2 separate regions of the Gossypium hirsutum genome follow, and region 1 is linked to region 2. A link is a contact called in public Hi-C data. All regions are on one chromosome and are shown on one strand. Each heading gives the region's core, a stretch centred on a gene start, on an enhancer-like site or on the middle of the called end of the contact. The rest is flanking DNA. Distances are from core to core; before and after follow the strand shown.

What was found. A called contact is a pair of places that touch in the nucleus more often than the background predicts.
Region 1: a contact with region 2 is called in a Hi-C map of leaf, with 5 times the contacts expected there. The contact joins the promoter of LOC107949770 here to the promoter of LOC107949772 in region 2. A contact is called at or near these places in 15 of 34 Hi-C or Micro-C datasets (callus, fibers, hypocotyl and 3 more).

What each region holds. Positions count from the first base shown.
Region 1 is chrD03:39,508,207-39,514,429 of Gossypium_hirsutum_v2.1, reverse strand. LOC107949770 (ADP,ATP carrier protein ER-ANT1) reads right to left here and starts at 2,150. Exons shown (of 4, transcript XM_016884523.2): 1 at 1,994-2,150; 2 at 1,490-1,776; 3 at 1-343. The coding sequence starts at 1,756.
Region 2 is chrD03:39,301,442-39,308,129 of Gossypium_hirsutum_v2.1, reverse strand. LOC107949772 (COBRA-like protein 4) reads left to right here and starts at 4,300. Exons shown (of 6, transcript XM_016884525.2): 1 at 4,300-4,560; 2 at 4,646-4,725; 3 at 5,437-5,893; 4 at 5,972-6,119; 5 at 6,215-6,495; 6 at 6,574-6,688. The coding sequence starts at 4,491. It overlaps LOC107949771 (squamosa promoter-binding-like protein 6), which reads left to right. Exons shown (of 3, transcript NM_001327562.1): 3 at 1,875-2,671. The coding sequence ends at 2,650.

The DNA.
Region 1 (6,223 bases), core at 901-3,400, 210 kb before region 2:
GCCCCACTAAAAGTATAGGCTTCATCGTGTCATAGATCCCAAAGTACAAGCCACGGTACAAAGTAATCCCCATGATTGAAGCCCCGAATCCTCGATATAGGCCCACAACGCCATCAGTTGATAAAGTTTCACGGTATACATCTAGTAGCCCTTTGAACTGGCGTTGACCATCAGTACCAAGTCTAGTACGCACATAATCCAAATGATACAAAAACAAGGATGTAGTTGCTCCAGCAGCACTCCCTGAAGCCACATTTCCAGCAAACCACATCGCATAACCATCCTTCTCTTTCGAGCGCCCAAAAATGCTTTTGAAGTAACCTTTAAATGCAAAGTTGAAAGCCTATGGATAATCGAACATCTGTTAAGTAACAAAATTAGGCAGGACATATACTTGCAAAGGTAAAATGTAAAAATAAGTAAATAAAGATGTTTCATGCTAGCAGAAAAAGATTTCAAAACATCCCAGTACAGATATATCAAATCTGGGACAAAAGCTTAACTTGTTCCATAAACAGCAAGCCCCAAAGCTACCATATAGCTAAGGATTGGTAAGGAAGATAAAAAGGAGCCTTGCTCAAATTACCCAAGTTTGATTTACTATTTCTTAGGTTGAGGAAACTAAAACTTCTCTACTAAAAATTTAACCCGTTTTCTTTCTTCCATTTAGTTCTTGTCTATGTCTTGAACTAATATGAAAATGAAGATAAAGTCTCTCTGTAATAACTGAAGGAGAAGTTCTTTTGTCCGCAACCTTCGTACCTTAGCAGGTAAAGAGATTTTCCTTTAACCTCAGTTTGTCTCTTCCATGCCAACGACAAGAAAATCGAGTAGTTGGTGTAGGTACATCAGGAAGATCTTAATCGATAAAATTCATCAGTTGTGATGTCTAATCACTAATACTAACCAAGTACATACCAACTACAACATGCCAACATTAAGTTTTCTGTCCTTAGAACCTCATCGAACATGCATTACAGGGATAGATCTCAAAGGCAATTCATCTATGAATAGCATATAGTACCTTCCCCACAAACAAACGATTGCCATAGTCATAGAAGATTAAAGCATAGGAAAACCTAAAACTCATGACATAACACCACTCAATTAGTGGACCTTTTAAATAGAACAGCATAATGATTATCCATACATTAATGGTTCTATATTGGCATCTTTCAGTAGTTGTACAGATTAATCTGAAGCAGCAAGCACAAATCAACGAAAGCTCATAAAGTAGTTTTTAACACTGATTCTTGCAATTGTCCATAAACGACTTCATCAATTAAAAAAGAAATACCATGTCATTTAAATACCCTAATCTGTCAAATTCAGGCATTACCTAGTTCTTCAACATTATTATTCAAGTACATGATCAAAATTAAGGACCAATAAAATGGAAGCATACAATCCAGCAATGAGAAACAGAACAATTTCTTTATAAGTTTCCTAGTGTGAACAATCAGCAAAATAGAAAGTCATAAGTTTCAACCTGAGTAGGAAAATATCTGATGACATTGGCTTGGTTACCCCTCCAGAAAGAGAAAAGACCTTCCTCCTTCAAAACCCTTTTAAAGCAATCACCAACACCATTATAAGGTTTCTGAAGGCTTCCCCTTTTTATCATCTCCCCTTGATTTTGCAACAATAGCTTCACTCTTTCAATGGGGGCTGCTGCGCTCTTTGACATTATAGCAGCCATTCCAGCCATCACAAAATCCATTGAGAATTTCTCAGATTTATTCTTACCCATTTCCATCTTTTCTCTTGGATATCTTTCTACAAATGCCAATACAATAAACCCAGAAAGAAAACCCATAAATTTCCATTGAACAAATCAACTAACCAGGAAAAAAGGGAAACACCCAGATTAATTAACCATAAAAAAGAGAGTGTAAAACTGAGTAATATGAATGGGAGTATGGAAATTCAAAAGAATAGAATTAATAGAGAAAAGGAAAACGTGAGGAAAGAGAGGGATTGAAAGGGGAATTACCAGAGCGAGGGGAGGAAGGGAAGGAAGCTGAGAAACGAAGACACAGATTCCTTTAGGATTCCTTGGAGTTCACAGAATTTGAGAGGCTGCCACCGGTTGTTCTAATCTATTAAATTAGTGGAAATAAAATGGGAAATCGCGATGGCTTACGTAACATTTATTACAATTTGCAAATAAGTCCTTAGGCTACTATGCTTAGGGTTAGGTTTTTTGGGGCTTGAGACCTGATGTTCGGACCACATGGGTCCAGCTAAGTTGGAAATTGAATCAAGTTGAACCCGTTTTGGTAGCAAATTCATTCAGAGAAATTTTTATTTTAATTTATAAGACTCAAACTTACTTTTAAGGGTTTTAGAGTTCTTTATCATTGAACCCTGTTAAAAAGATTAATGATTAATAGCTGTGAGTTGCAAATTGGTTATTGAAGTTATTTTTTGTTACTTTGTTAATTGTAGCGTTAGGTTATTGAAGTTTATTATTCGCTGGTTCAATGTTGTAACACGTTGGTTCTTTGGACAGTTGAGCATTGGTTCTTAAATGAAAAAAACTCTCTTTCGGCTTTCTAACTAAAGCCTTCATTGTTGTTTCTTCTTCTCCAAACCCATTATTTTCTTTCTTATTTTCATTGAATAGTTTTGTTGGTAAATTCTTAAGGTAACTCCAATTCAACATATATCGAATCGTGGTTCTTACCTGTAGATCAAGAAGGCAGTGCGTTCTTAAGAAATTGCTACTTTGCCTTCAATCTCACATCCAATTGATACTTTAGATTCAGTATTAGATTCACGTACTACCACAAAGTTTCGTCATCCTTTCACATATAAAAGGGTGAATATTAGGCTTAAGGAATTTCTTGATGGCTTTACGATGATTCCAACAATCAGTGTTCAATAAGGAAGTCAGGTCCAAAATAAAGTACATGCTATGTATGTTCAACAAGATTGTGCTCTTGTCTCTTGGTTGCTTTCACAATAAGTTTACATATGTAACGCCCTTCACTCGGTCCGATCGCCAGACCCGAGTTACGAAATGTTATAACACAAAACATTACAAATACATATGTTTAAGAACAAACTCAAACCAAAATTAAGTCATAATAATCATTTGGTACAATTTAAAACCTCTTCTGAGTCTTATAGAGCTGACGAAAGCTCTAAAGTTGACCCGGGATCAAACAAGGATCAATTAGAATCTTTTTCAAAAAAGAAAGGCAATTATGTAAAATAGAGGCCACACGGCCATGTGTCAAAACCATATAACTCTATGAAGTCATGTGGTGAAAATCTCCAATTTTTAATTTCAAAAGTCACAAGACCGTATAACAAACTGAGACCGTGTGGATTAAATTTTATTATTTCTACAATACTCACACGGCCGTTTGGCTGGCCCGTGTGACAATTAGGAATCTGTGGTTCCAAAAACATTTTCCTACCGCTGATCACACGGCTATGTCATGAGCCCGTGTAGAACAAAAATAGGTCATTTGGTGCTTGTTTCAAAACCAACTATTAAAAGTGACCTCAAAATTGCATTTTAGCAAACATAAACCTACTCAAAACATGCAAATTCCATGCTAAAACATAACTTATAATCACCTAATCAATTCACAAAACCAATATGTCACATTTGGCACCAACTCACAACAAATGCACATAAATCTTTCCAAACCATTTCATACCACAAGATAGTTCATATGTGCATGACCTATTATGATTAACCATCCACATTTGCACAACAAAATACTAAGCCTATGAGCATGGCAATTCATCACATCCATAATTTTCCATAAGTGTTCAAAGATCAACAATGCCACAAAACAACTTTACATTACAACTACTAGACACTCCCATTTACATGCCATGTATAACCGGGTTAAATGACTAAAAATCTACCGAATCAAGAGATATATATCATGGGCTTCTCGTAGATTCGATTGACAAGTTTCGATTGACACGTTTCCTATAATACCAACACAATTCCAACAAGGTGAGATGGTATACTTTATCAAACATAAAATACATCAAATAGAAAGCTTGACATTTCATAGTTTTTAAATCTAATTCAACCACATTTCTTCCATCTATGTATACTCAAAATTTCGTTATTCAAGTCTTTCATTCTCCCTCATTTAAACATTAAGCTCATTTCATAACCTACCAATTCCACATTCTACCTCTTTTTAAACTACCCAATAAAACATCGTAAAAGAACTCAATACATAACTGCAAATCACATCTGATGCTCATCTGAGCTAATCATATACATTGATATCAGGTTACCCGTCCGAGCTAAACCTTTTAATGACACAATAAATAGCCTGTCCAGGTCTATATATACATGTAAGGTTACCTATTCGGGCTAAACCTATAAAACGACATCAGGTTACTTGTCTGAGTTAAATCTGTGTCACATGTATCTTCGAGTCTGCAACAAATGTTGGATATCGAAATCATCGAAAATCAACCTGTAACCATGTGTATAAGACTTTTACTAATTTCATCAAGACAATTTTAACATATAAATTCATCCTCATTTCCTTGCAATTTAGTCCGATATCACCTTTTATACCAATTTGTAATTCATCCAAATTTTCAATTGAACACTTATATATATGCATTTATTTTCAATTGAACACCTATATATATGCATTTAGTTACAATTTAATATCTTAGGCATATTTACATCATATGAACTTACCTAGAAAAATCAACAATGGATAAGGCGTTAGGGACTATTCAACAATTTTCCCTTTTCCACGTGTATCCTCTGGTTATTGTAAATCTCGATCTAAACCATAAGTTAATTCAATTATCAATTCCAAACATTATTTAACAACATAATAAAGTTATATTACAGTGCAATTTCATCTATCAATTAATCCCTTAAGTTTTTCATTTATTCAATTTAGTCCCTAAAATTAAAGATATAAAATCAAAGATATTGTAACTTTCAAATTTGAGCTTCGATTTCGAAATTGATCTTAATTCCATCACTATACATTCCATCAAAACCTATATTTATAGAACTTTCATTCTAAATTTAAATTATTACACTTTAGTCCCTATGTTCAAAACTAACAATTTTTACTTTACAAATTAGTCCTTTTTCATATCTAAGCTTCAAATCTAACCAAATAACCACCAACAATTCAAAAATACATCAATGATAACTTTTTAAAACTTTAACAGTTTCACAAATTAATCCTTGGGTTAGCTAAATCAAGCTCCCTGGATTTCAAAAACATAAAAAATTACAAGAAAATAACTAAATTGGGATACCTAAATAAGTGTCAAAAGCTTCAAAGCCCTAGAGAGCTTCTCTTCGACGGAGAAATTAGAGGAAGGGAGGAAGATGAATAAATATTTTTCTCTCTCCTTTCACCATACATATTTGTTTCTTTTAATTATAAGATTTTTATGTTATTTTAATTATAAATTATAATAATATATAATACAAAAAATTTAACCAAAATGTCCACTAGAATTCCAATGTGGTAACCACTTTGGTCCTTAGTTTAAGTTTTCCACTTACAAATCTATAGTAATTTAAATTTTACTATTTTTACAATTTAGTCCTTGTACCTTAATTGACTATCTATTCAAATAAATTACTGTACCAAAATTCAATATTATACTAAAATAGACTCGTAAATATTAAATAATAATATTTAATAACTTAATCATAAAAAATAGGGTTTCGAAACCACTATTTTCGTCATTACTGAAAATCAGATTGTTACAACATTCCCTATTAGGAAATTTCGTCCTCAAAATTTTTATCTGAAAGTAGATTAAGGTATTGAGATTTCATGGTTTCTTCGGGTTCCCATGTAGCTTCCTCAATACCATGTTGATGCCATAACACTTTCACTAGCGATATTCTTTTATTTCTGAGTTCTTTCATTTCTCGAGCTAAAATCTTTTTTGAATCCTCACTATATGACAAATTAGGTTGTAACTCAACCTCGTCAGGAGAAATCACATGCGAAGGATCAAATCGATAATGACGCAACATAAACACATGAAAAACATTGTGTATCTTTTCTAGTTTTGATGGTAGAGCCAATCGATTTGCTATAGGTCCGATTCTTTTGAGAGTCTCGCATGACCCAATAAATCATGGGCTGAGTTTCCCTTTTCTACCGAACCGCAAAAATTTTCTCTAGAGCGAGACTTTTAGAAATACTTTATCACCTATCTAAAACTTAATGTCTTTTATTTTCAAACCAGT
Region 2 (6,688 bases), core at 3,051-5,550:
ACATCAATTGCTTTTATTTCTTGATTCATACTTCAGTTCAAAAACACTTGAAATATTTAAATGTTTTGACTTCTTTGTATAGTAAACATTGAGTTTGTTGACATTACCATTTATGATCGCATTAACATTCTCTAAATTGGATTCCTCTTTTATTGATGTGTGTATATCTTCAAATATTCATTTCCTGTATTTCCATGCAAGGAAAAGTTAAAGTGAAATGAAGCCTTCACTTTCCATATAAACTGATATGTATGAACATCCATTTCTTGTCTCAAACCCCTATATCAACCTGCAAATTTGCATGCTTACTGGATTTAGAAGGCATATGTGAGCCTTCAGAGCTTCATTCCAGCATTATCAGTAAATTATATTCAACTTGGGTGTATGCTTAACTCATCTACAAGGGACCATTGCTTAAGGTTTCTCAATTCAGGTTGTGAGTCCATGCCATAGTATCTTGAGATGTTGCCTCTTAGTGCCTTTTGAGAGATGTATGCTCAATATCTGAGTGGTTTTTCATTGAATTATTAAGGAGACACCATACATTTTCACCCAGTTCTCGGTAACTTTTTCTTTTATTCCAAACTTTAAACTAGGAGGATGGACAACTGCTAGGAACCTTTGAGATTCATGTTTGTTTCGAGTCTGAACAAGCTAATCACCTGAGGATTAAGATCACTTTGAAAGATTTTCAAAGCTTAAGTTCAGCTCAGATCTTGCAATGTGAATCCATTCAAACTCAAGCTCAGGGTCAAGCTTGAGTTCAATCATGCATGCGCAGACTCAAATGTTAGCTTGAATAATTTGCAACTAGATTGGCACATTTCCACAGCCTATGTTGTTCCGACTCTTCATTTTACTTGAAGTACCCTTGTCTGTCATCTGTGTCTGACACATTTTTGGAGATATGGCCGTCCAAGGACCCTCCAAATAAAGTCTTAGAAAAATATAGAACATATTCCTATTAAACACATACATGTCTCTGATACCCACGTCCTAGTCCGAATACATAGTCAGTTAGTAGGAGGATGATATATGTGATGACATGGTAGCTGCGTTGACCTTCTGTTTCATGATAATACAGAGGTGCATAAAGATGCAAAGAAGTTGTGCTTTAGCTTTATAAGCTTCATTCTAATTCTGTTTCACTGATTCCTTTTGTACAAGCCATATGATGATTAACATGTATTGACATTTGACAGTTTTAATGGTCTGAGATTGCTTGACATTACCTTTCATAGCTTGTCAGAATTTATGGTTCTAGAGTTTACTTTTACTGGTAGTTTAGAGATTAGCCATATTAGCTAGACATATCACTTTAAAACACTAAGCAGTATTCATGTAGTCTATGATACTCGGACTCAGGTTAGAGTGTCTTGGAACGAAGTCAAGAATTTTAAATTGGGCTGGTTGAGATAAAAAGAAAAGAAATCAAATTATAATTATAATTATAATTTTTGGGGGGGTCAAAATATTTTTTTTTTTTACCTTTTCTAAAGTATAAAAATACTAAATTATAAAAAACAAAAATTGAAGAAAACATGAAGAAGATGGGAGGCGGGACCTCAGCCTACCACCCTCCCTACATCGCTGTGAGTGTCAAATTTGCATGTGTCCTACACCTATATGTTCAACTTTTCTAAAATTTTCCATGTATTTGGAGGGTTATATCACCACAATCATGTCCAAATATGTGTTAGACATAGGTGAACACGAAAAATGAAAAATCAAAAGTTATGGTTGCCTTGCAGGTAAGACAAGAAGTCAGAGGCGCCAAAAGTTTAAAAAAAGCAACTAAGTTTACTTTAGTAATATTCATAAATATCCGTGACTTTTATGTTTTACATCTTGTAAATGCTCCCAACATTGCGCAGGCTTCGCTGGTGGCAGATTTCAAGGGACTATGCTGACAAATACATCCTTTATTTGCCAAAATGTTCGAACTAGTGGCCTTTTGCATCCTGAGAAATATGTAACAAACGAATGGGGCAAACGGATAAAAGTTGAAGATGGGACGGATTTTAGCCCTCTTTCTGCCATACCTGTCAAGAACGGGGGGCATTTTGAGAAACATTTTCCCTATTTCCATAATGGACCTAGTGCAGTCACTGGAGGCATTTTAGGTGAGAACAATGCACGATGTCCTCATGGTTTTGATGGGACTTATTCCGGATCACGGCCTTTGTTCCAAGGCACCTCCTCGTCAGCAAGTGAAGACATCAATGTTTTCGATGCAGCATTGAGCATTCAGGGATTATCTGGGATTTCGGATTCTGTTTGTGCTCTCTCTCTTCTGTCATCTCAATCACACAGCTCTTCAAGCCACTCATCAGGAATTCCCATGGCCCGTTCCCTGGTTATTCCAGGCTACCATAACCATCACATGACTCAAGTCTCGGAAAAGCTCGACAGAGTGTCGAATATGATCTCTTCATCAGGGATCAATTCAACCGAAGGCAGTAACATGAGTGCTATACTGATATCTGATAGTAGTGAAGCTGCCAACTTCAATATCACTGATGGACTATCATGCAAAGATGGACCGACGATCAACTTGCTTCAGCTTTCATCGCAGCTTCAGCGAGTGGAACATCAAAGACAATCTATGCAAGAAGACAATGAAAATGAGACCTGCCTACGAATCGTTTAAGTACAGATTAAGGTAAGTAAAGATGCTCGAGTTGAATGACATTATGATCATATATCTTTGACATTTGAACCAAGTGTTTTGTTTATCTAACATTCTTCCATTCTCTGAATTTGCTGGCCTGGAACTAAATGATTGGACTTGCAATGGAAGACAAGTTCAATGTTGCTGAAAGCTGCACAGTTCTCGAGATGTCCGAATAGTCGGAGTAACATAGATGGAAGCATGATGAGAAAGTTCAGCAGCTGCTAACAGGATTCCCCACCCCACCCCTCGGTTAAGTTTCACCTAGACTTTTACAAGTTATTTTGTAATCGAAAAAAAAAATTGTTTGATTATGCTTCTCGAATTAAAAATGTTTTGATGAACAAAATTATCAACATTTCTCGAATTAAAAATGTTTTGATGAACAAAATTATCAACATTTCTGTTTGCAACGTTCATCAAATCAAGTTTAATATTCGACACTCGCTATTTAGATGCATAACTAAAGCAAAATTATCAAACAAGTTTTATATGAGCTTGTGATATAAATCTTACTAAACTGCTTAAATTTTAGGGTAAATTACACTATTAGTCATTAAACTATGGGTAAGTTTAATTTTGGTTAGTTAATTAAAAAAGTTACAATTTAATCTTTGAACTATTTGAAAGTTTTCATTTAAGTTATTAAATTATTCAAAGTTTTTATTTAAGTCAATTGAGTTGTTGAATTTTTCTTTTTTTAATCACCAGTGAGCTCCAAGCGATTATTCGATGGCCAGTATGGTAGATCAATATCCATCGATGAGTAAGAGAATATATTTTAGATCTAAGTGATCTAACAACTATTTTCAGAGAATAAATTCATTTGAATTTTGATTCACAGATTTATGATGTTTAAAGCTATTTCATAAAAAAAAATGTGAAATATAGAAGAGAAAATGTCAGAAAGCTTTTAATCGGTGCAGGTAATGGGATAACATTGATTTTAATATCCCAATGACTTAAATACAAATTTTTTGAATAGCTCAATAATCAAATTGTAACTTTTTTAACTAAGTTATAAAAACAAAAATTTACCCATAATTTAATAAGTAATGGTGATGGTTAGAGAAAAAGTTGGTGTATGGTTAATGGATAAATTGGGTAAATTACCCCAAAGCTAGGAAGTTCCCGCTGCGTCATGTACATCAATTACTCACTAAACTCGTAGTAACAATTTGTTGTTTTATGCCATAATTAATTATACTGGGAAACTTGGCAGGTCATGTTAGCATAAAATCTCAAAGCTGATTTTACTTCTTTTTTTTTTAAACAGAGGTAGCATAAGCAAAGCTTTCATCTAACATCCATATTAAAACACAAAACAAAATGGGAAGTTGGAAAATCCTTGTCTGAATAACTCACTTATTCCATTTAAACTATCACATATGTTGCATATTCAAAACTAAAAATTTTGTTGTTGCCATTTCCCTATCCCTTTTACAATCTATCGTTATTATATTATTAATTGTGAAACAGTTGAGTAGTCATTATCACTAGGTGAGTTGACTTCAATAACTGCAAGCTCTCACACACCCACCAATTTAATTAATTTAATTAATTTTAAATGGAAATCATTTGTTTGGTAGGTGATTAAATCGAGTTTAAGATGTTTCTGTATTTGACGAATATCGGCAGTTAGAAGATTGTGCTCAGAATATGTCTGAAAAAAGTTCCAAGTCATACTCACACATATATACAACAAAACCAGTAGTTGAGGCTGTCATAAACAATTCTTGTTTGTTGGGGGAATAGATATAAACCCATAGGAGTATCATTGTTTACAGACAGAAGGCGTACTACCTCTTGATATTGCACAATGATGTTCTACAAATTTGCCTACCCCCTGCCAATGGTTGCTTTCTTTGCTATAATCATTTCTCAAGCAGGTCAGTTGCTACAATCATATTCGTGTTTTAGTTAATTAAGTTTTCTTGCTAATAATTTCCTTTCCCTTTTCTACTTTTGTTGTAGGAGCATATGATCCGTTAGATCCTAACGGAAATATAACAATTAAATGGGACGTTATGTCCTGGACTCCGGATGGTTACGTTGTAAGTATAACTTCATTTCACTTATTATACTCATATTTTTTCATTAAACTCAAGATTAATTAATTGGTTCACGTAGTCACCTTAAAAGATAAATTTTTAATAAATTTGGTCAAAATTACGACTTCCTTTATACCAAAAACAATGATTTCCATTTATATGGATCAAATGTTAAATGTTGATATGTATCCATCACTAATATATTAAAACTTTTTCAAGTTGTTTCTTATAATTGAAAGTTACCTAAAATAAGAGCCAAGCTAAGGGTTGGCAGGGGCTTAATCCAGAGTAATAACAATTTTAATCCAGTCTAATTATAGAATATTCAATTTAACTTTTTTTAATCAATTTCATCCTTTGACTCCAAACTTTTAAAATTTTATTTTAACCCCACAATACCGAACTTCTAGCTTCGATCCAGGTCAATATCCTAATACCCATATGCAAATATTACTTCGATTTAGTAATTATAAAGTTTCTTTTATTAAACTCAAACTTAAATTAGACTGTTCATGTAATCATTTTTAAAAGGTAGGTTCCAAACTTTCTTTATACCATAAACAATGCTTTTCACTTATGTTACTCAAATTTGGTTTGGATATAAGATCCCATACTAAAATTTTCAATATTCATTTTTATAGTAAATATAACTTTTGAGTGTGGGATAGTTGAAGAAATAGAAATGCAAGCTTATATATCATATCTGGTATGCAGGCAGTTGTAACAATGACCAACTTCCAAATGTATCGGCACATAATGAGCCCTGGCTGGACCCTAGGCTGGGTTTGGGCTAAGAAAGAAGTGATCTGGTCAATGGTGGGAGCCCAAGCCACTGAACAAGGAGATTGTTCAAAGTTCAAAGGAAACGTCCCACACTGCTGTAAGAAAAACCCCACAGTTGTGGACTTGCTCCCCGGCGTCCCATACAACCAACAGATAGCCAATTGTTGCAAAGGTGGCGTCGTGTCGTCATGGGGCCAAGACTCCTCCACCGCGGTTTCGTCCTTTCAGGTGAGTGTTGGCCGTGCCGGGACTTCCAATAAAACAGTGAACCTGCCGTTGAACTTCACTTTGCTTGGTCCTGGTCTGGGTTACACATGCAGCGGAGCTAAAAAGGTGCCGTCCACTGTTTTCCTCACCCCTGATGGTCGACGAAAAACTCAAGCATTGAGTAAGTTTTTGATAATTTGCACTTAAAACAGATATACTTACACCCGACATAAGTTATGTGTTGTAATTTGTGCTGCAGTGACATGGAATGTGACATGCACGTATAATCAGATTCTGGCATCACGATATCCGAGTTGTTGTGTCTCGATGTCTTCATTTTACAACTCCACAATCACACCTTGTCCATCATGTTCTTGTGGCTGTCAAAACAACAATAATTGCATCTCGTAAACCTTCTTTCTGATCCCACACGAAAATGTTTTTAACTATGGGATTTCACTATATATCATCATCCCTAATGACATTAGTCTACAAATTGCAGGGGTGATGCAGAGATAGAAAGTGTAGTTGGCAAGAACAGAACAAGGAGTAGAAATTCGAATGCGATGATAAGGTGTACCAACCATATGTGCCCCATCCGAGTGCATTGGCATGTGAAGCTGAATTACAAGGAGTATTGGCGAGTGAAGATGACGGTCACTAATTTCAACTACGCCATGAACTACACGCAGTGGACACTTGTGGCTCAACATCCTAACCTCGACAACATCACCCAAGTTTTCAGTTTCGAATATAAACCCCTCCTTCCTTACAAATACACAAGTAAGTCCTTGTCTTTGATTTGAATTTCCCTAGGCAGTCGACAAGTGGGCTAACCATGGACTAACTTTGAACATGCAGATGACACTGGTATGTTCTATGGCTTGAAGTTCTACAATGACGTATTAAAGGAAGCCGGAGCTGATGGAAACGTCCAATCAGAATTGATTCTTAGGAAAGACATGAGTACATTTAC